7 separate regions of the Mus musculus genome follow, and regions 1, 2, 4, 5, 6 and 7 are each linked to region 3. Evidence: chromatin contacts called from public Hi-C, HiChIP or PLAC-seq, Micro-C and promoter capture Hi-C data. All regions are on one chromosome and are shown on one strand. Each heading gives the region's core, a stretch centred on a gene start, on an enhancer-like site or on the middle of the called end of the contact. The rest is flanking DNA. Distances are from core to core; before and after follow the strand shown. Region 1 holds the start of Cdkn3 (cyclin-dependent kinase inhibitor 3). Region 2 holds the start of Gmfb (glia maturation factor, beta). Region 3 holds the start of Bmp4 (bone morphogenetic protein 4). Region 4 has its middle 230 kb from the start of A530076I17Rik. Region 5 holds the start of Samd4 (sterile alpha motif domain containing 4). Region 6 overlaps D330046F09Rik (RIKEN cDNA D330046F09 gene). Region 7 holds the start of Cnih1 (cornichon family AMPA receptor auxiliary protein 1).

Region 1 (3,097 bases), core at 497-2,996, 370 kb after region 3:
AGAAAATCCCAGAGGGTCTCCATGTTATTTTGTGCACTGTACTAGCCTGCTTTATGTGTCAGCTTGACACAAGTTAGAGTCATCAGAGAGGAAGGAGTCTCAGTTGAGGATATCTGCTATGAGGCATTTTCTCAAGTAGTGATCAATGGAGGAGAGCCCAGCTCATGGTGGGTGGTGCCATCCCTGGGCTGGTGGTCCTGCCTGCTATAAGAAAACAGGCTGAGCAAGCCAGGGGAAGGAAGCCAGTAAGCAGCCCTCCTCCATGGCCTCTGCATCAGCTCCTGCTTCCAAGTTCCTGCCCTGTGTGAATTCCTATCTTGACTTCCTTCAATAATGAACAGCAATGTGCAAGTGTAAGCTAAATTAACCCTTTCTTCCCCCACTTGCTTTTTGGTCATGGTGTTTCGTTGCAGCAAGAGAAACCCTAACTAAGACATGCATTGACCTGGCTAAGCCAGGTGCTCAGATATTTAGAAAAACACTATTGTGAATATTAGGGGATGTAATTTACATTTAAGTTGGTAGACTTTGGGTAAAGCAGATTGTCTTCCAAGTTGGAAGCCTGGATATTACAAAAGCTAAGATTCTCTTAACACAAGGAGGATTCTTTAGCTTATGGTTTTCACAGTTAATTTACAGCACAGACTCTTCCTGGCCCCCACAACACTCTGCCTTTGAACTTGAACTTTGATCTGATCTTCTGAGTCAACAGCCACTAACCTCTCACTAGATTTTGAACTCACCAGCATTCCGAAGTCATTTCTTTTACACACACACACACACACACACACACACACACACACACACACACACAACTTCTATTTCTCCGAAGGATCGTGACTAATGCTATTTCTAAGTCAAATCGTGCTGTCTTCTTTCCCTAACTACTAGCCCTGTGCCCACTGACTTTGACATAAGGGTAAAAGAGGAAACTTCTGCTTTTCTCAAATTCCATGATACTATTGCTCCAGGTGACTTTCTTTCCCAAAGCCAGCTAAATGAAGACTGAAAATGGAAGGTGGGGGGGGGGGGGCAGGGGAGTTAATGGAGAGAAGATTCACCAATAAAGAGCGTGTCCTCTCAGAGAGGACCCTAGTTCAGTTCCTTGCGCCCATGTAGCAGGCTCAGAACAGTCTTATATTGGCGCTGATTAAGCCTGACAAGGTCGACCCCACCCCCAACCCCCATATCATTTTATCTCCTTTTCATACAATATTAGCACATTCCTACTTGGTGAACAGGAAGACTGATCTACACATTAACTTATGTACATCCTGGAACATCCAGAACATACAGAACATCCAATGTCAAGTATGCCTATGCTCTTTATTTAGTATTCTCCAAAGTATCTACATGACTAGATATGACAGCAATGTCAGTTTTCCCAGGGACACCTCCTATGCAAGGCTCTCCTCCACCAATTACCACGCCCTGAAAGTTAAAACAATTTAAAAGAAAATGCTCCCTATCCTGGTATCATTCAGAAATTAAGTCCAGAAAGTCTCCAAAGCGCTGGACTTGTGAGGAACCACTTCGCCTCGCTCCGCCTCTCGCCACGTCCACGCCCTCAACTGGCGGAGGGGCGGAGCCCTCCAAGCCAATCCCCTTTCTTCCGGGCCCTCCTTCCGCGCGTCTTTCAAAGACTTCCTCTGAACCAATGAGTAGTCAGAGGCTGAGCAAGGCCCCGGAGTAAGAAACAGAGCGAGGATATGATTGGTTTCTGGAACGCCCCGCGCCACCTCCTACGTGGGCGGACCAATGGACTGACGGGGGCGGGCTCTTCGCGGGCGGTGTCCTAAAGGCTGCGAGGGCGGCGGCACTGGTTACGGCGAGTGGCGACCCGCGATGAAGCCGGTGAGTGGGGCTGTCCGGGACCCGAAGGATCCTCGCCACGGGGCCAGACGCTGGACCGCCTCGGCTGCGTTGCTGGGCGGCCAGCGGTGCGATTCGCACAGTAACCGCCCTGCGCGTCGGGGAGGCTGAGTGGCAGATCTGTGGCACTGCGGTTCGCTGCCCACCTGAGGGGCCTCACGACGACCCTGCCAGAGAGGGCCAAGCCATTCAGCTTGACAGCTCAGATGCAGAGGCTGTCACGGCCGGGGTTGTGGGTGGCTTGATGCCTCAGATGCAGAGGCTGTAACGACCCCGTTTGTGAGTGACATCACGATAGCCACCCTCCCTCAGAAAGCTCAGGGCACTGCGTCTTGTTTCCTGCAGGTCAGAATCCCTGGGCCTGAGGAAGGCAGGGACGTCTAAGCCTGTTAGCATTTATCCACAGCAGGCTGAGAGGGGTGGAGTGAAAAGTCACACAAGCTTAAAATCTGGTTTTATAGGAGAAAGAAAAGGGGTCTTAGCCATGACTTGGAAGCCCCACCTGACATATCGTTTCTACCTCATAGCTGACACTCCACTTAAAGGCTTCATTTGGGTTCCGTTGTGTTTTATACCAAAGAGCAATCCAAAGAAACCGCAATCTATAATTTCAGCCAGTTATCACCTGTTCCTCCAGCAAGACCTTTCTAGAAGAGCTTGAAAGCCAAGCAGTCAGGTGGTTACTCTTGCAAGTCTTGTGTCCACTGTGTCAGCTGCCTACCGACTGCATTGTTGCCAGAGGAAGAGTGAGCTATCTGACCTCTGGTATAGAGGAACTGAACACACGTAGAGCTCGCTATTTCCTCCTCTCTTGAGATCTACCTCCTCTGGCAAGCACAAGTGAGTCCTCTGTAGTCCACTGCTGCCTGGGAAGGGGTAGATCTGGATGGATGTGGGAATCACACAGCCGCAGTCTACTTTCTCCTTTTGACATTCTTTAAAACTAATATTTTTGTATACACGTGTTGTTCAAATGTCTGATCTCAGATGGTTCCAATTAGGGAGTGGAAAGGGTTTTTTGTTTGTTTGTTTGTTTGTTTTTGTTTTTGTTTTAGAAAGGGGATGAGCAGTGTCCACTGGCTTTGTCTCTTCTGGGTCATCTCTACTGAATACACAATCCTCCACCCTTCCACCCATATTGTGTTTTCTTTTGAGCCAGCCTGGCCATGTATACCACTGCTCTAGAACTTGTGCCTCAGTCTCCCCAATGCTGACATCAAAGCTT
Region 2 (3,002 bases), core at 108-2,607, 430 kb after region 3:
TCTCTCTCTCTCTCTCTCTCTCTCTCTCTCTCTCTCTCTCTCTCTCTCTCTCTCTCTCTCTCTCTCTCTCTCTCCACTACATAAGAACTGGGTTAGATTCAATATGAAGGAAATAAAGACTTACAAAGATAACTTCTAGACTTCTGGCTTTGTGTAAGGAACACAAACACACCTTTAGCCAAGTTGCAGAATTCCGGCTGAATGAAGACCAGATGTGTGGAGGAAGCTATGAGTTCTTTTTGGACAAACTGAGGAGCCTCTGTGGCTTCTGTGTGATGAAATTAACCAAAAAGTGGAATGTAACTGCTGGTTGGATCTCAGCTAAGGTCAGAGATAGGAACTCACAGGTCAACTCAACGTAGGTGGTTACTGAAGCCAGAAGTTCAGCAAAGAGAAAAACAATAGAAAATGAAGCCTTGGAATGGAGCCTAGGGCACTCACGGGCATAGTCCAAGGAATGGAGAAAGGAATCCAAGGGGAACAGATGCATCAGCAGAAATAGGAGGAAAGCCAGTTCTGAATCCCAAAAGCCAAGGGGGTTGGGGTAGGCAAAATTAAAGAGATGCCTCAAACACCAGTGTCAACACCCTGGAATGTAGCTGAAAGGTCAAAACGATGAAAAGCCACGAGTTCACTGGGTTCAATGACCGCGGTAAGATCTGCTAGACGGAAGTGGTCCCCAAGAGAGGATTTATAGATAAGTGTCTTCCTGTTGTTGTTTCCATGATACTTGGTCGTACTTAAAAAACACTTTGGGAAGGCTCCAGAAGGTCCTTGAGAGCACCTGACTTAATTCTCCACTTTGTCTTTATGCTTGGGGTCCATCGTCAAGGAGATCAGAAACCACTGCCCCAGACGCAGCAAAACTAAACCTCTGACAGTTGCTTAAAGGCAAAATCAGAGCCCTGGGTCACATGGGTTCCAACGGCCTGGACTGGAAGAATGTGGGTATCGGGAGCTATTCAGCCAGAAACAAGGGGGTGCAGGTAGAAAGAAGCCTGGGCGAAGCCGGAATGCAACCAGAACCCTGACACTCGCCTACAACGCCGGCCCTCAGGCCCAGCCCGTTTCCGCCGCGGGGACCACAAGGGTCCACGCGGAGGCCACGTTCCAACCGTCCGCCCGCAGCGCGGGGGTCTTCCGCGCTGCCGCTGGAAGTCGGGAACGGACTGCGAGTCCGTCCAACCCCGCGGTGCCTCCCTTCGCCGCCACTTACCATTTTCCTTCCGGTCGTCAGCGGCCCGTTGCCGTGCGATCTCTTGGGCCCCTTTAAGAATGGCTCGGCAGCCAACTCCCTTCCTGTTTCGGCTGGCGCACCGCTCAGCCTCCCCCACCTAAGGACGCGGCCGCCGTGGCCCGCACGTGACAGCGGACGGCGGGAGGCGAGGCCCAAAATTTGGCGAAATGCGGACGCGGGCGCCTCTGGTGCCTGTTAAGTAAGGATGCTGCGCCGTTACCAAGGAATGAGCCAGCCAAGCGGTGCGCAGATTCTTGGTGTCTTTAAATATTCTACAAGCCTTAACGGCAGGTATTTCGTGGTGCCAAACCTGAGCTAATGACTTGAGTGGTAAATGTGCGTGTCGATTACAGTTTACTTGCAGATTTAATGCTTTTCAAAGGTAGACGCGGCTTTCATCCTTGCACCTGTCCCAGGGCGCCATCCCTGACCCTGCCTGCTTTCCAGAACTTACTGAATAAATTTATTTTCCAAAATCTATTCATACTCACCAGTAAATGGTTACCAATGTTGATCATGTTGGCTTTTACTCTCAAGTTACAGCGAATTGAACTCTGAAACCCAGGTGCTCTTATTGTTTCAAAGTGTGACACTCAAAAAGTTACGACCTTTTAAATGTATTACTACTGGTATTCCATAACGGAGATAAACTTGCCTTTCTAAGAAACAGTATGAGGTACAAAAAAGACTATGTGGATGAAAGGATTGGCAACTTTACGAAAAATAAATATAAGAGATTTTTAAAACATTCTAATATTTGTATACTCTTTTGGTACTTCCTCCTTTGTCATCCATAACTATTATCCTCAAACGATTAGTAGAATTCTCTTTCAAAAATAAGAAAGGATGGGAGTTGGAGAGATGGCTCAGGGGTTGCGAGTACAGGTTGTTCTCTCCACCCTGGCCGGATCTCCAGAACCCACCAATATGGTAGTTGACAGTGTAACTCCAGCCCCAGGAAATCCAAAACACTCTCTGGCCTCCAGGGCCACTGCAGGCTTGTGGTGCAAGCAGGCAAAACACCCATACACACAAACTAATAATATAGTTTTTAAGAATAAGAAAGAAATTGGAAGGGAGGAAAGAAGAGAGAAATGCCAAGAGCAACTTTGATTTCTAAAAATAGAGTTTTGGATCTCCATATTAAACCCAGAGGTTTTCAGTGAGAGGCACCTTATGCAGTTTTGAATCTCTATAAGCATTTGTTTTAAATCCAGATATTGGTAATGGTAAATGGATTTCCTGTACACCACTCCTTAAGGAAGGTGGGACAAAGTGAACAGTAGGAAGGGAAAACCTTCTGCTGTGGATCTGTAGAAGCTGGGGAGGAAGGCTGGAGCACCTGCAGAGCCTTCCTTTCCCACTCTGGCCTTCTCCTCTAGCTTGAAATGGCAGAGGGAAGGATGTAGTCACTGGAGCATCAAAATAGGCAAGGTGTCAGAGAAAATCCTCTTCTCTGGGGAGAAGCCTGGAACTTGACTCTATTCCATCTTTAACACAATAGAGATCTCTTCAGTGGCAGAAGTGGCCTAATCTGTTTGCATAAGATAGCCCTGAAACCAGCATGTGACATGCAGGCGAATCTACACGGTCCTATAACAGTCCCCCTCCTCTGGTAAAACGAAGATGAGCATCTAGCAAGCCTGCAGAGCTAAGAGGCTGTGGGTTACCAAAGATTTTACCGACACAAGTTCATGGCTCGAGCCTTGAATCCCAGCGGTGGGAACTCTCTAGAAACAGACACTCAGATGAAGCTGTCTACAGC
Region 3 (2,964 bases), core at 129-2,628:
TCCTGGTATTTTTTTTTTTCTTAATGGGGTTGATACAGCTCCTGGAGGCAGTTACCCTTCACTTTCTCCCCAGAATCTTCTTCTAAAACCAAAATTTAATAGTAGCCTCGGTTTGCCAAATATGACCCTGCTAGTGATTCAACATCTCACAAAACCTTCAGTTCATAAACCAGGATACTAAAAAAACTATCAACCAAAGCCGTGGCGGGAAACCTTCTGAGTCCCCGGGGCCCAACTCCACTGCGTGTAAGGACCCCGCAATTCCCGAACCCTTTGGAGTATCGCAAGCTCCTCATTAGCCCTGCTGGCATGTCCGCACAGACACAGCATGGCAGAAGACCCGCACAGGTAGCCTTTCGGCATCCTGGCCACGGTCCGTCGAACCTTACACCCCTTCCCAGGGAGGGGAGAGTACCAGAAGGCAGAATGCATGGGTGCCCATGTCTAAGAAAATAGCTCCTGGAGATGGGAGCGAGTTCTGTACCTACAGTTCGCTAGCTCTCAGGGGCTGGGAGGGGGTGCGTTGGGGACAAGATTAGGTGACACCCCGCTCAAGGAAGCCTCTCTATCCCGGGTCGCGCTTTAGAGCAAAGCAGGACTACAGCCTCTTTTGCAAAGCTAGCTCTGGCTAGGTTCTCTCTCCTAATGAAGCAGTCCTCAGTCCCCCACTGGTGTTGAAACTTAGAGTTGACTCCCTCCTCTCCCACTCTTATAGTCTAAGTGGAAGCAAACCCACCAAACCCCACAGTTCTTCCCAATGACCTCTCTTCCAAGGCCTTCTCTCCTTCCCGCCTCTCCTGGCCCGCACCTCCCTAAAGTAGGTTGGATAGACGCAGTAACATATATGGAGGTGCCTTTTAGCCTCCATCATCCCACCTCCAACACTGTTGGAGAAGGAAGGAGGAATAGGCCAACTTTTGCCTCGGTTACAGCCTGAGCCCCATCCCCAGCTTCTACTACGGGTGCACCTCGAATCCTCAGAATAGCGCCCCTCTCCAGGTTGCCCTGCTCACCATTGGTTCCTGCAGAAGCGGGCTCGCCAGCAGCTGCTTCTGGGGACCTCTAGAAAGCTGCAATGAACCTGGTCGAGGGCCAGAGACTGGATCGCTGCAGGCTCCAAGACGGTTTAGACGAGAATCCCATCAGGGACGGAGACCAGATACTCAGGCTGGGTTGCAGCGCAGCGGCGTCTTAGGCTGGGGTCTCTCAGCTCGGATGCCGAACTCACCTAGCTTCCGGGCCAGGCCTCGCGCTCTTGCCTTCCCACCCTCCAGCACCACCCTCTCACATCTACTCCTTCCTTCTCTTTTCCCTCCCTCTCTTTCTTCCCTTCCTCCCCAGTCTTTCCCCCCAGCGGCCCCTCCCTTCTTCCCTCCTCCCTTAATCGCCTCCCCTTCTGGGGATGGGAGCCCCGCCCACATCCTCCCATCCAGCCACGGGGCCTCGCCTCGCCTGGCAAGGCCCGGGTCCGGAAGATTGCACAGCTCCCCAGCCCTCAGTTGCCACCTTGGCTGGGACCGATGCCTCCAGCTCGGGAAGCAGCCGGGGCTCACCTGGGGACCACGTGCAAGAGGTACTAGAAAGCATGCACCAACTAGTCTCTGTACCTTCCAAAAATACCCATGGGAGTCTGGGCTTCCCTGAGTTTAGAATAACTGCTGCCCAAACTGATGATTAAAACACTGAGTAATCACCATTTACCCCGAGTAATTAGAGATAATGAAACACCTCTAAAATCAGGTTATGGAGAAGGGAGCTGTTGGATTGGTTTAAAGGGTGGCCTTCCGTAAACTGTTAAAGGATTCCCAAACGTTGAAACAGGCTGTGAGCAGGGCTGTGTGCCCGAAGGAGATACCTCTTCAACTATTAGGAGGTGACTTTCCCCCCAAAAAAGTTTTTGTGAGATGTTTCTTGTGGACATTTGAGAATTGCACCAACCCCCCTTAAACTGGGTGCCCTCCATCGATCCCCCAGGTCTAACATTTCAAGTGCACAGAGGTAGTTTGCAGGCACTTGGCAGGCAAACAGGCCTAGGCCTTGTAAGACAATTAGAAAATCCTATTTATATCTCTGAAGCCTTCTTAACTGCCAGATGGTTATTTTGTTTGTTTGTTTGTTTGTTTGGGACCTTCCAGGAAGGTAACACAGTGCCTTTTAGGCCATGTAGAGAAAAAAACAAAGTGCCCTTTGGCCCCTTTTTAAAAGAAGGGAGATGAGGAATTGAGTCTTTCATAACAACAGTAAGAACAAGAGTTGGTAATCATGCTAGCTGGGAGGTGGAATGTGGCCGGCTTTTAAACCTTCCCAAACAGGAGCTAATTTCACACCCTGCCTCTGATGGAGCTGGGAAGGAACTATCAGCTTCATCTTTGTTTTTACAAACGAGGATGGGGAAGGTGAGCCAGGCTAAGAGTATTTGCCCAGAGCGCTGAAGGAAATCACAGCCTCTGCTAAAGGGAAAGCTGCAGGGAAGGGGTGAGGCCAGCAGCCCAGAGCTTCAGGTAGCTCTCAAAGGGCTGGAAGATAGCAATTTCCGGTTCTTGGTTTCTGGGGTGGGTGTTATACTCCCTTGTCACCACAAAGCAGTCTTGACCTAGGGCCGCTCATCTGACCTTTGTACTTACACACCTTCAGAATTTAAAAAAAAAAAAACAGGAACGAGTTCCTGTATTCTACTGGCCAGAGACAAAGGGTGAGAAGGAATGTCAGGTTGGAAGGAGTGTTAGAGGCTGAGCACAACATCCTGACCATCCCCAGCCTGGAGCACACTGTATGCCCCTGACTAAGTCCTTTCATTCCAATGGGTACCACCTCTCTCATCCAGAACAGAAAGATCAGCTCAGGTCTCCATGAGCCCTTTCTATTAGAAGACGATTGATTCCCTGCGTCACTGTCACTTTAGTGAAGTCACATTGGAAACATACCTTCTTTCATTTGAAATCGTTTCTAAGTACACCTTCTCTT
Region 4 (2,901 bases), core at 282-2,781, 490 kb before region 3:
TGCCTTTGTATGTTACTTGGTCATTTTCTCTTACAGCTTTTAATAGTCTTTTGTTGTTGTTGTTTGCTTGTTTTGTTGTTCCTCTGCATGTTTAGTGCTTTGGTGATTATTTGCTGAGAGGAATTTCTATTTGGTGTTCTATACAATTCTTTTACCTTAATATGCAACTCCTTCTTTAGGCTAGGGACATTTTCTTTTATGATTTTGTTGAACTTATTTTCTGTATCTTTGACCTGCATTTCCTCTCCATCTTGTATTTTTTTTTTTTAACTTATAGATTTGGTCTCTCCACAGTGTCTCAGACTTCCTGGATCATTTGCACTAGAATTTTTTTAGATTTAACCCTTTCTTTGACAGAGGTATCTGATTTTTCTACCAGGGCCTAAGATCCTCTTTTTCATCTCGTGGGTTTTGTTGGTTAGGCTTGCCTCTGAGGCTCCTCTTTGTGTTCTTACACGTTTCCTTCCCAGGTTTCTCTCTGTCTGGGCTCTTTTTTTTTTATTGCATTCATTTCTACTTTCAGGTCTTGAACTGTTTTATTTACTTCCTTTCACTGCTTGCATTTTCACAGATTTCTTCATTTCCTTTTTGAGGACCTCTAGCGTCTTCATAAAGGCTGTTTTAAGACTTATTTCTTGGTCTCTAGCTATGTTGGGATTCTCAGGTCCTACTGTGACAGGATTGCTAGGGCCTACTGGAGATATTTTGTCTTGGATGTTATTGTTTTTCACACTGGCATCTAACATCTGGGCTTGGGAAGGTTATAAGTCTAAGTACAGATATCTGGTCTTTGTTGGGTGGGTGTTTTGTTCCTTGGTTTCTTTGCCCTTGTCTGGTCCTTAGGAGAGAGTTGTGGCTGTGTTGCTTGGTATGGAATTTTTCTGGGATCCTGACAAATGTAGCCACTGGAGGTACCACGCAATATGTATATTGGGAGCTGACACTCAGGGATGGGATGGGCTAGGAGGGATGGCCTGAGGATGTCCACAGGAGAGAGTAAATCAGGGTGTTCTATAAGGGCTTGCTTAGTCTCCCGGGAATGGGGACAGAGAGTGAGGAGAAGCCATAAGATGTCGTCGGCTACAGAGCAGGGGGTGAGGCTGGGGCACAGGATTTAGAGGAGAGGAGGGAGAGTGAGGATCTAAAGCTCTCCTATCTGCTTTGCCGGCCTACTTGCTTCTCTGTCAGGCTTGGCTGCTGTGCTCCCAGAGAAAGCCTGATGGAGCCAGGGCCTGGAATAACAGGATGGCTGGGAGGACGGTTAGAGGAGAAAATCTGAGTGCTCCACTCAAGATGGGAAGGAGGAGGCTGTAGCAGATAGTCTGCTACATAGATGGAGGTGAGACTGGGGGGATTGGATTTGGAGGAGGAGAAGGAGGGAAGATCTGCAATTAGGCTACCTGCTTCCCTGGCTGGAGGGACCTGTGGCTTCTCAGGAAATGCCTGTCAGCCTGGGGGTGGGCTTTTCAGGCAGGGTTTTTCATTCAACATAGAGCATGACAATTTGGCTAAGGTAATGGTTAGCCAGTGGGTTGCTAGGATCCACTTGTCTCTATTCCTGCAGCATTGGCCTTACAGACTCACACACAGCACCACACTTTTATGTGGGAGCTAGGGTCTGCAGTCAGGTCTTCCTGCTTACAAGGAAACCAACTTACCTCCCCAGCCTGTCTTGTGTGTTTCTTTAAGATTGGGGGACTGAGCTCATTTATGTTGTCTCTTGAGATCCAAACAATGAGAGAGGGAAATAAGTTGACCGCAGTCTGCCTTGGTAATGGTTCCTTTCATAGAGGATGGTCTCAAAAGTTTCTCAGAGCTCTAGCTGGCTCGGAGGGCCCACTGTCAGTGGAAAGTCTTGCAGTTGTTAGCTAGTGCTGTGGCCTAAGGCAAGCCATTTAACCTCTTGGTGTCTGGATTTCCTCATCTGTGAGCCATGGATAATAATACTTCCCTACATCCCAGGTGTGTTGGGGGCATTAATTAATGTTTGTCTATTGCTTGGGGATCTGAGATGAAAGGCTAGCGTTGTTACTGCCGGTTTGCTGCAGGCGAGACTAGATTATAGTCTTCCAGATGGGCTGCATATGGGAAGCGGTTTTAGCAGAAGATTTTTTTTTTTCCAAATGAAATGCAGGCTTTAAGGTTTGGGGGCACTTCAAAAGAAAAGGTGCTTATGGAACGTCATCCTCTCTCCCAGCTTCAGTGGCCTCAGGTTTTACATCACCTGAAGTCAGCAACCAGCATCCTGGGGTTCTAGATGCTAATTCACTCAGGAAGGCACACTACGATCCTTTCCTTTTCCCCAGTGACTTTTCCTCTGTGGAGAACAGCAATGATCGTATCAACAGGAGGAAGTTTATTGTTACATTGTTACAGAAAACTCTCAGTTCCTTGTGAGGAATACTTAGCATGTGGGGTCCATTGAACAAATTAGTCCCTTGTAAAGAGGATAAACAGTGACTGTTTTAACCACATTTGGACAAGCCAGGCAGGCAAGAGGTTTCAGCCTTTTCTATTTGCTTCACTGTTCCCACTCACACCGTAGTACCTCTACTCCATCCTCACCCCCCTATTCCTAACCCCAATCCCACCATCGGTTGAGTATTATTTTAAAAACAGCGTTTTTGTTAAAAAGTGCTAGTGTGTTCTTGAAAGCTTTTAAAGAACACTTTGAAGCAGGACTTCTGGGTAAGCAGACTTCGGAGGAGCTGGGCGCTTTCCAGCTCAGGAGGAAGAGGGTGGGAAAAGGCTCTCTTCCTTGAGCGCTAGGAACATTTTGATTTCTCCAAAACTGGAAAAAAATTGATACAATTTGAACATTTCTCAATTGGAAGAAATTACCTGTATCCAAGAACAAACAAGGACTTTCCTCCTAGAATACAGAAGAAAGCAAATGGTCAC
Region 5 (3,144 bases), core at 161-2,660, 490 kb after region 3:
TGGCAAAACATTGTGCCTCCCCACAAGCCCTTTCACTACCCTAAGAGATGGGAGGTGTTGTCACACTGACAGGACCTACACGAGACAGACATGAAATCCGAGGAGCAGGGTAGAAGAAAGGATTGGAAATCCAGATGCTAGTGTGGGAGCTGAAAGGTGGAGGAATAAGGCCTTGGACACTTTACCTTTAAAACTGTGCTAGCTAGAGCAGGGCAGACCCACGTTTGCTTTTCCAGCTCTCGTTTATAAATGCTCCCAAGTCTCTGGAAAACAAATTCGAAGGCTCGGTGTTTCTTCTGAAACAGGCTGGATTTTGGCCAGTCCCTTTGTGACCGTTCGCATTAGAAGATGCAGAAATGTCTAGGCTTTAGGGTATTTTTAGTCAACCCTTCTTTTGGGTAATTGACCCATGCAAGCATTTTATAGTAGGCGACCTAGAGCTTCCAGCGACAAATCCCGGCCCAGCCTCTGGCCCCGCCCTCTGCAGGCACAGGTGAAAGCCGCGTCCCCCAAACTCCGTGGTGCTGACAGGTGGTCTCGCCACGCCTCCCCGTCGCCCAGGGCGCCTGGGGCCACAGCTCCAGGCCACAAGCCACAGCCGCGCGCCAAGCATAGCTTGAGATCAGGCTCCCGAAGTCCGCCTCCTCCTCTCGGGAAAGCGAGGCCTGAGGCGGGTATGGAGGACTGCAAAAATAAAGGGCATCCAGCGCCGGACTTGGGCTGAGGGTGATCGACCAGGCTCTGCTTGCTTCTCCTAGACAAGGGCCTCGTGGAGCACCGCGGCCAGACACATCTAGCCCTGCGCGTTGTGCCCTTCGCCGCCCTCTGCTACTTCATGCGTCCCAGACCCCAGGAATCCGTCCAAGCCCCCAGAGACAGTGACTCCGGGTGTTTACGGTCTACACCAGTCAGTCACCCACGGGACCAGTCAGCCACCCACAGGTCCCAGGCCAAAGGGTCACTGGACCTGGGGAGCCACATTCCCAAGGGCGAGCGGCGGGTGGCAGCACCGTTCTCGCTCCAGTCCAGCTCCGTTGGGATTCACTCCTGTCCCAGCTCCGGAGGCTCCGGTGCCCTGGCCGTTGTAGAACACGCGGGTGGCAGCCGAGAGGAATTCACCCGGACCCCTCCCCTTCCCCAAACTTCTGTGTTTCTCTACGCAGATCTTCCAATCTGCGCTCTTCCGCTCCTCCCACTTGGCTCCCTCCTCCTCTATGGCCCGGGCTTAGGAATCCGTCCCTCCCCCCAACCCGCCGCCCGCCGGGCCCGGGGATCCTCCCCCCCTCCCCCGACTCCCCCGCGTGCCGCCGCCGCCGCCCGGGTTCCTCTCCCCCCGCTCGGGCGCTCCCTGCCAAGCCCATGATGTAATGGTGTATGTTAATCAGTAGCATGTGGGGAGCTCCGGGCGGCTCAGTCCTTCGCGAGCCGACACTGGAGGCAGCAGTGGCGGCAGCGATAGCGCCCCGAACCCGCAGCGCTGCCCTCTCCGCGCGCCGCCAGCCCCGACGGCATGGCCCGCAGCCCGCGCTCCGAGCGCCCCCAACCCCACTGATTGCTGCTACGGCCCCGGACCCGCGCGCAGGGCCCCGAGCCGCAGGGATGAGCTGCGTGGAGGTGAGCGTCCCTTCTGCTGTCCCGGGCGAGGCACCCAGTGGTTCCTCCGACCCTTTCCCGGGGGCTTCGCTCTTCTACCCAGAAGTTCTGGGTGTCAGATGCTGGAAGCGAGCGGCCCCCAGAGGGTCCGGCGCTTAGTCTCTGCTCGCCTCGCCACGGGAGCTGAGATGGGACGATAGAGCCCCTAAACCTAACTTTTCTTCTTTGAGGTCCTTGGGGGGCGTGTGCGGAAGGGAGGAATCTGCATTTCCCTCGGGGTCCGCCCTGCCGCCTGGGAAAGCCGTGATACGGGCTCCCGCGGTCCCTGCGTAAGGCGTGCGCCCCCAACCGCATCGCCTTGGGCCTGGGACCGGAGGGCGAGGACACTCCGGCCCGCAGGCGGCGGCGGGGACCGGGGGCAGGATGCCTAAATCACACGCGCGCGCACACACATCTGATGGTCGTGGGTCAAGCAGGCCCAGGGAAACCTCCCGGGTGGGCTGGCGCGGCGCTGGGGAGTGAGGGCTCTGACTGAGCCGCGCCGAGCTTTGGATAGGGAGAGTTTATTTTTGTCTCGAGCTGTCGCTGCGGCTGCTCACGGCCTAAATCCAGAGGGGAGCCTGGCGGCGGAGATGCTGGCTGTTGCTGTAGATGGAGCTGCAGCCGTACGGCTGCTTCTCCGGGAGGAGGAGGAGGAGGGAGGAGGGAGGGAAGGAATAGGAGGGAAGGAATAGGAGGAGGAGGGAGGAGGAGGAGGAGGGGGAGGAGGAGGAGGAGGAGGAGGAGGAGGAGGAGGAGGAGGAGGAGGAGGAGGAGGAGGCTGGAACCCTGGTTGCCTCTGACACCGCCTCTGCTTTGCATTAGCCCCCACCCCACCCCCGCGCCCCTTCACAGCCGCATTGCAAGTTTTCAGCGCGGGGAGGATCTGTTGCTGGTGCTGGCGTTCGCAGACACAGCCCCAGAGGCCACTCCGGGTGGGGTGTGCAGGGAGCACTTGCGGGTCACAGCCGCAGCAACAGGAAGCCGCGGGGTCTCCTCCCGCACCTGGGAAGGAAGTGTGCAATAGCTCAGCTCGCGCATCCGAGTGTGGAGAGGCCGGCTGGAATTTAGGGGACTTCCCTTCGCGGGACACCCCTTCCCCCAGCCTTGGCTTCCACACACCCCCTACCGAGCTCCCTCTCACTCCCGGATCCCCCTAGACGCTCCAGTCCGCGTGCCGAGGTCTCACTGCAGCTTTTTCTGTCCTTTCAGTAGTGATTGCCGCTTGGGAATGCGGGTGTGAAGGGTCCGAGCTGCCGCCCAGCGGGGAGGAGACCCCAGGACGCCGGAAATCACCATCCTGAAGCTACGAGAAAAGGGGAAGGAGCGATCTTCATTCAGTTTTGTGCCTTGCGAGGGATTTACATTTTTAATCGCTATTTTTTTTTTTTAAAATATCTCCGCGCTACTGTCTGTCATCGTCTCTGGAGAATCAACCAGAACCACCAGAACGTAACTGAACCGATAGAGAGAGGAGAGCAAGGCAGGAGCAGAGTCAGTACCTGCAGCGCC
Region 6 (2,822 bases), core at 130-2,629, 270 kb after region 3:
CTACAACTTGATAATTTTACATACCTGTCACCCAGCGCTTAGAAGACTGGGGAGGAAAGATTGTGAGTTTCAAGCCAACCTGGGCTACATGGGGAGTTCTAGGCCAGCCTGGACTACAGAAAGAGACCTAGTCTCAAAACAACCTTCCCACCAAAAACTTTAAGTAATAAAGTTAAGTGATAAATAGCATTCTTAATTCCTTGGGCCACACAACAGCACAGGTAATGTTCACTCAGATTTGATCTGCTGGTGGTAGTTTGGTGACTCCTGAAATAATAAGCCAAGAATGGGTCTCGTCCAGGAAAGCGACCTGAGAGCCCAGAACAGGATGAGAGCATAGAATCATCTATGCAAAGAAAAAAAGGAGTGAAGATGCCAGGTGGAGAGAAGTCCCTGGAAGGAAGAAATGAACTGGATTCATTTACATAAAAAGTAGGAATGGACAGGGTGTTGAACGGAGAGCCAAAGAGAAGAAAGAGAAGCATCTGAGACCCGAGGTGTGGGCTCTCAGCATCGGCACTGAGCAGTGACACCACCTCCACCAGCAGCCACAGGGCTGGGCTGTCCAGGAGGTATAAGGGGACATGAGGCTGGAACCTGCACTGTTCTTTGCTAGAAGGTGTGACCATCACTAAAGATGGAAACTTTGAAGCAGACTATCTCTCCTCCCCAATGAGTGTGAAGCCTTCTGCCTGAGGGCTTCCCACTATGGCTTCCGATTTATGGTCAGGTCTTTGGAGGAAACTCTTTTTCTGACTTTTTTGGGCCTAGTGTCTGTGGATGTCTTTATTGTTCCAAGCCAGTCACTCTTACACTGCAGGAAACAGAGTCTGAAAACCACCGCAGACATAGCTCACTACATGAGCTGAGATTTTTACATGCTCTTAAAACAGCGGCAGCTTGAGGCTTCACAACTTCTGTTGCTATTTGTTAGTTTGTTTGTAACTGACCCTTGCTATACAGCCTGTGCTGGCCCAGAACTCATCATGATTCTCCTGCCTTAGCTTCCCAAGTGCTGAGATTACAGATGTAGGTCACCATACCCTGTTCTAGGGCTTAGAGTTCTGAGGGTTGTGGACTGACTGATGCCTCAGTTGTAATGATCATCTTGGTACTTACATATGGATACTGTCATCATCTAATCTCATTAAATCTACATTTTCAGAGGTCTTCTGACACTCTCTATTCAAAAGGAAATGGCCATTTCCCCACCAACCACATGCTATGATAACTGGAAATGTCATTAAAAACTAAAACTGGCCTGTCCTCCCTCTTCCAGCCTCTGGAAGAAGAGAGTAAAGGAGAGTGCACCTTGGTGAAAAGATGCCGGCTCTGTAAGCTACAGTTTTGCTCCTTTGGCCTCTGGGCCCTATACAGCCTTTGGTCTTCAGTCAATTCCTGCTCTTAGAGAAGCTACCTTCACCTGTATTTTACCCCTTACATATGGATTTTTACTTTGTCAATTAGTATTGCTTGCACAGAATGAAAGCACGGAATTACTTCTCCACCCTCCATATCCCCAACTGGGGGGCAAAGCAACTCAGCAATTCTCAAGTCCTGGCAGCATCAGAGGTGCATCTGCTACCAATTACCAGCCCCCCACCCTGCTTCTCACCACCCTTAGCTTTAAAATGGCTAACTGATTTTTTTTCCCCTCTCATCTTGTAAAAACACATGCACACACCAGCACACATGTGTTCTCGAGCTGAAATCACAAGTGCCAAGGTTCAGCCCAGAGAGCATGTTTATGGTTGGTTATACATCCCCTGAAATAGAGGCTCCAAATGGAAACGCTGACAGGTCATTAACTGTAACAGCACAAACTGGGGCACCGTTTTCCATGCTGCCTCCATTTTGTTTGTCAGCAGAATTTCCAGGCTCAGAGTCTGGTGGGAGTGTATAAGCTGTGCCCCACTGTTTGAGGCAAATTTGAGGGCAAGAGGACAAAGTGACTCAGGACACACAGAGCCCTCAAGGACAGGTTACTCTGGAATTCATGAAGTTAATAGAGATTGCAGAATTCTCAGGGTGGAAAAAGCACTGTATACTAGAAGCCTACATGCCTGTGGGCTGCTCATTTCCAAGCTGAATTTCTCCTTGCCCTAAGTATGACTTTTGCTGATATGAAAAAGTAGTTTGAGGGCTGGGGAGATGGTTCAGTAGGTAAATCTCTTGCTGTGCAAGCTTGAGGCCTGAGATCAGACTCACAACACCCCACAGAGGCCAGGTGTGGCAGCATGCAACCATGACCTCGAAGCTGGGAAGCAGAGACAGGAAGATCCTGACAGCAGGCTAGCCAGCCAGACTAACCAAAATGGCAAACTCCAAGTTCAATGTCAGATCGTGTCTCAGAAAATTCAGTAGAGAACAATAAAGGAAGACTCCTAACATTGGAAACTGGCTTCCATGTGCACATGCACTGCACAAGTACACATGTGCACACATGCATATAACACACATACACACATACACACACGCACACACACACACACACACACACACACACACACACACACACACACAAGAAAAGGAGCGTTGGCAGCTAGCAAGTTGGCACCATTCTCTGCCAGGCCTTTATGACTTATGATCTTTTTGTATGTGAGAGGAGTTGCACATATATGTATGGGATTCATATGTGTGCAGGTGAATGTAGAGGGGTACATGTATGTTCATGTATGTGGAGATCAGAGGACAACACTGAGTGTCATTTCTTGGGTGTCTTCCACCCTTTCCTTTGAGACAAGACTTGGAACTTCATCAAGTAGGCTGCAGGAAACGGCCAATGAGCTTCGGAGATCTGTCAGCTTGTCTCAGCATTTCTG
Region 7 (3,118 bases), core at 418-2,917, 400 kb after region 3:
CTGTCCTGGAACTCAACTTTGTAGACCAGGCTGGCCTCGAACTCAAATCCGCCTGCCTCTGCCTCCCGAGTGCTGGGATTAAAGGCCTGCGCGACCACGCCCGGCTGTTTCTTAAGCCAAACACAGAATGTGGAAAACGTGGGGAAGTGCCCAGCTCTCTTCCACTAATCTCCACCATTCCAGAGGACATTTATAAAAAGAGCAAATGACTTAAAGTTACAGATGGAAAGGAGCCAGACACTCCACTTTCATTGGAAACAACAATGGGGCCAGCTCGAAAGCTATCCATCTTCCTGTTCTTCCTCCAAAGAGCAGAAGATGCTCTTCCAATCTTAGTTAAAACTAATGAGCGTTGTGTGAAGTAGCAGTTATTTCTGACAAAGTGAACACCGGACCCCAGCATTCCCCATCCACAGGCAAATAGGCTCTAAATACAATCACACTCCTTAGCAAGAAGGACCCTTGGTATCTATCTACCTACTTCGGAGACTTCTGCAACCATTTAATCTGCTGCCATTTAATCACGCACAGGATGGTGATGAAACCTGACTTAGTATTTACACGAGGTTGAACTCGCCCCATCATTCAAATTATGCCATTATTCCAGAAAGTACTGGGAGGATAGAAACAAATGAGCTCAACTTTTGAGAATTGCTGATCTCCCAGAGAGCTCTTTCAGTGGTGCTAAGCGGTAGAGACACTCAAAAGTCTGTCTCAATAGAACTGTCACCAGGGACAGAGCACAGTAAGAATGCACGTCCACCCTGCAAGGACATATGAGGAGCCAAAAGTTTCTGAGGATTTTCAAAATCAAATTAAAACTCCCTCTACTAAATCATGCAGCCCATACCACAGAGGTGGCTTGGGAGGCTGTCTCCTGAAAAAGCTCTCGCGATCCAAAGTATGACTTCAGGGGAAAACTCGGAGATGTGGCCAACGAAGTAATCAATCCAAGCTGCCTCAAAGTTCACCAGGAACTCGTCTCTCAACCACCGTGTTCTACTAGAAAATCGCCCATCGAGTGCTGCAAAGCAGAGTTGGAAATGGAGCTAAAGTAACTTATAATATCCGATTTTGGCCGTGCTCCGAGGAAGCCTTAAAAGGAAATCGGTAATTCAAGGATAAAAATTAGGAAAACTTCACGCCGAGAGTCACCGCTCGGTGCGCACTGGGCATCCATCGAGACGGGGGACGCGGACAAGCCGTGCGCGCGGGCCCGGCGTAGACACGGAGCCGCCCGCCTGCCCGCCCCGCCCAGCCCTGCTCGCGAATAGCGGAGCGCGGCCTGGGCCCGCACGCGGCGGCGTGGACACCGGGACCCCGCACGCCATGCCCTCCGGACCCCGGCCCGGGAGCGCGCAGCGTCCACGGCCCTAGCAGCCAGGCCACGTCCTGGCGCGCGCCGGCAGCTGGGGCCCCACGCAGCCCCGGGCCGGGAGCTGCAAGAGGCTGCGCCGTCGCTCGCCCTCTTTCCCCCTGCCCCGGCTACTCACGTGCCAGATGGCGAAGAAGATGAGCGCGGCGGTGAGCAGCAGCGCCAGCATATAGCAGAAGGCCGCGAAAGTGAACGCCATGGCCGGGGAGGAGCTGCCGGGCGCGCCGGGGCCAGCGGAGAAAGGCGGCGCACGGCCCTCTGGGTAAAACCATTCACTTCCCCCGGCCTCAGCCTCCACTGCCGCCGCGGCCTCCTCCCGGCGCGCTTGCGCAGAGGGCCGCCCGCGCGAGCACCCCCTGATGGTCGGAGTTTGCGTGGCTCTTCTGTTGTCTGCACAGTTGATTTTGTCCTTCATTCTGTAGTTTACTCTTTGGATAGCCATTAAATGAATGTCTAGCTTGTTCCAGAGACTAGTCTTGTGTTTGAAATGCAAAAGTAGATTTTAAAAGTGCCTGTATTGAAAGGATTTAATCTACTTCCAGGAACGAGCGACTAAACAATGTTGTTATAACGCTGTAAACTGGTACTTGTGCATGCTATGAAAGGTCACCCGGCCCTCCTGGAAGCTAATCTGAGGCTTCTATGATAAGTGCAGGAAAAGAGAAGGGAGTGCTGGCGATACAGGAAATCGGCTCAAATGAGCAAAGGGCAGAGGTGGAAAGGGAAAAAGGAAAGGAAAACGTTGTGTCTTGGGTGCAACCAGCAATGGATCTGTTAGTGGAACTTGGGTGACAGAGGTCTAAGACCTCAAACCACAGAGTAGCAAAATACGCTCAGTTCAGGAGCTCAGGCTTACACCCAGACCCCCGGCTTTTCAAACTTTATTGCTTATCACAAGATTTCAAAGATTTTGTTTTTCTCAGTGTAACCCTGTAACATAAAGACCACAGATTAGAAAGGTAGTGGTGGTGAAAAAAAAAATCAAAAACAAAGTAAAATTTCTACAAAACAGTTTTATTTTTAATGCTGGCTGCAATCTGAGAAACCAGTTCATCATCTACTAGATGCTGATGATGGAAGAAAAACTCTTCAAGGCTTTTAAGCAAGAAAGACACGATAAATTTGTGTTGAAATGTGCTCACTGGAGCAAACGGAATAGAATGTTTTAGAGGGCTATGTCCAGCCTGTCTGAGACTTTCTGCATTGGTAGACATTTGCTCTTGTGGAATACAGCCACTGGCTACTTGTGGATACAAGGTGGCTAAGATGGCTAAGGAATTGAACTTTAAATTCTGCATCACTCTAGTGGATTAACATTTATTTTAAAGTTACATTCATTGTGTGAGCACACATCCACTGTTTGGTGGTGAGTGGAAGAAACTCTGAGGCAGTGAGGGTCTGGGAGAATGTGTGCTATTTGGCTTGGGCACTAAATCCTCAGAGTCATGGGAAAATGGCAAATGCCACTACACCCCAGGCTCAAGGAAATAGCAAAACCTTTCTCTAGTCTGTGTGGATTTCCATCTCTACCATAGCCCCACCCTATTCACTGCCTGAAGACTGCTCCCTGCAGAGACTGCACCTACTAAGATTTATTAAATCTGCCTCCTGGTTCACTGAACGCAGTAACCCCTTGTACTGGCTAGTTTTCTGTCAACTTGACACAGCTGGAGTTATCACAGAGAAAGGAGTTTCAGTTGGGGAAAATGTCTTCACGAGATATCCAGCTGTAAGGCATTTTCT

Evidence for each region. Promoter capture Hi-C pulls out the DNA fragments that hold promoters and counts their contacts. Hi-C and Micro-C count contacts between places; a contact is called where the count stands out from the background. HiChIP or PLAC-seq counts read pairs in DNA pulled down with a chosen protein or histone mark.
Region 1: a promoter capture Hi-C map of epiblast stem cells shows a contact between it and region 3, with 6 times the contacts expected there. The contact joins the promoter of Cdkn3 here to the promoter of Bmp4 in region 3. A contact is called at or near these places in 9 of 39 promoter capture datasets (the 3T3-L1 cell line, cranial neural crest, embryonic stem cells and 4 more), 1 of 484 Hi-C or Micro-C datasets (muscle stem cells), 6 of 115 datasets of contacts at active chromatin or transcription factors (embryonic stem cells, fetal liver, large pre-B cells and 1 more) and 2 of 9 other capture datasets (adipose tissue and embryonic stem cells).
Region 2: a contact with region 3 is called in a Hi-C map of muscle stem cells, with 2.2 times the contacts expected there. The contact joins the promoter of Gmfb here to the promoter of Bmp4 in region 3. A contact is called at or near these places in 3 of 484 Hi-C or Micro-C datasets (embryonic fibroblasts, embryonic stem cells and muscle stem cells) and 1 of 9 other capture datasets (adipose tissue).
Region 4: a promoter capture Hi-C map of liver shows a contact between it and region 3, with 4 times the contacts expected there. The contact joins the enhancer-like site here to the promoter of Bmp4 in region 3. A contact is called at or near these places in 10 of 39 promoter capture datasets (the 3T3-L1 cell line, cranial neural crest, frontonasal cranial neural crest and 5 more), 4 of 115 datasets of contacts at active chromatin or transcription factors (craniofacial prominence, embryonic forebrain, embryonic limb bud and 1 more) and 3 of 9 other capture datasets (adipose tissue, liver and pancreatic islet).
Region 5: a contact with region 3 is called in a Micro-C map of embryonic stem cells, with 4 times the contacts expected there. The contact joins the promoter of Samd4 here to the promoter of Bmp4 in region 3. A contact is called at or near these places in 1 of 39 promoter capture datasets (embryonic stem cells), 6 of 484 Hi-C or Micro-C datasets (embryonic stem cells and uterus), 3 of 115 datasets of contacts at active chromatin or transcription factors (embryonic stem cells and pancreatic cancer cells) and 1 of 9 other capture datasets (adipose tissue).
Region 6: an H3K4me3 HiChIP or PLAC-seq map of embryonic limb bud shows a contact between it and region 3, with 3 times the contacts expected there. The contact joins the enhancer-like site here to the promoter of Bmp4 in region 3. A contact is called at or near these places in 8 of 39 promoter capture datasets (the 3T3-L1 cell line, cranial neural crest, frontonasal cranial neural crest and 3 more), 2 of 484 Hi-C or Micro-C datasets (both in nephron progenitors), 6 of 115 datasets of contacts at active chromatin or transcription factors (cardiomyocytes, embryonic limb bud, embryonic stem cells and 2 more) and 2 of 9 other capture datasets (adipose tissue and pancreatic islet).
Region 7: a Micro-C map of embryonic stem cells shows a contact between it and region 3, with 4 times the contacts expected there. The contact joins the promoter of Cnih1 here to the promoter of Bmp4 in region 3. A contact is called at or near these places in 2 of 39 promoter capture datasets (embryonic stem cells and stem cell-derived epiblast-like cells) and 1 of 484 Hi-C or Micro-C datasets (embryonic stem cells).

Annotation. Positions count from the first base shown.
Region 1 is chr14:46,758,795-46,761,891 of GRCm38.p6, forward strand. It overlaps Cdkn3 (cyclin-dependent kinase inhibitor 3), which reads left to right and starts at 1,747. Exons shown (of 8, transcript NM_001360041.1): 1 at 1,747-1,854. The coding sequence starts at 1,846.
Region 2 is chr14:46,820,885-46,823,886 of GRCm38.p6, forward strand. It overlaps Gmfb (glia maturation factor, beta), which reads right to left and starts at 1,358. Exons shown (of 7, transcript NM_022023.2): 1 at 1,217-1,358. The coding sequence starts at 1,219.
Region 3 is chr14:46,389,291-46,392,254 of GRCm38.p6, forward strand. Bmp4 (bone morphogenetic protein 4) reads right to left here and starts at 1,379. Exons shown (of 4, transcript NM_007554.3): 1 at 1,014-1,379. RefSeq lists promoters at 1-1,011, 1,062-2,964, 1,062-2,468.
Region 4 is chr14:45,899,875-45,902,775 of GRCm38.p6, forward strand. No RefSeq gene overlaps it. Among named protein-coding and RNA genes, the nearest start is that of A530076I17Rik, 230 kb to the left of the region's middle. Within about 2 kb of position 1,532, at least 4 of the 459 cell types and tissues checked have an H3K27ac peak or open chromatin away from gene starts, as enhancers often do.
Region 5 is chr14:46,881,555-46,884,698 of GRCm38.p6, forward strand. It overlaps Samd4 (sterile alpha motif domain containing 4), which reads left to right and starts at 1,411. Exons shown (of 13, transcript NM_001037221.2): 1 at 1,411-1,614; 2 at 2,845-3,144. It overlaps Gm34934 (a long non-coding RNA gene), which reads right to left and starts at 1,245. Exons shown (of 2, transcript XR_383407.3): 1 at 186-1,245.
Region 6 is chr14:46,657,877-46,660,698 of GRCm38.p6, forward strand. The region is part of intron 1 of D330046F09Rik (RIKEN cDNA D330046F09 gene); the gene reads right to left. Among named protein-coding and RNA genes, the nearest start is that of D330046F09Rik, 14 kb to the right of the region's middle. Within about 2 kb of position 1,380, at least 13 of the 459 cell types and tissues checked have an H3K27ac peak or open chromatin away from gene starts, as enhancers often do. A contact at or near this core is called in embryonic limb bud, where this site is marked.
Region 7 is chr14:46,786,690-46,789,807 of GRCm38.p6, forward strand. It overlaps Cnih1 (cornichon family AMPA receptor auxiliary protein 1), which reads right to left and starts at 1,668. Exons shown (of 5, transcript NM_009919.2): 1 at 1,494-1,668. The coding sequence starts at 1,574.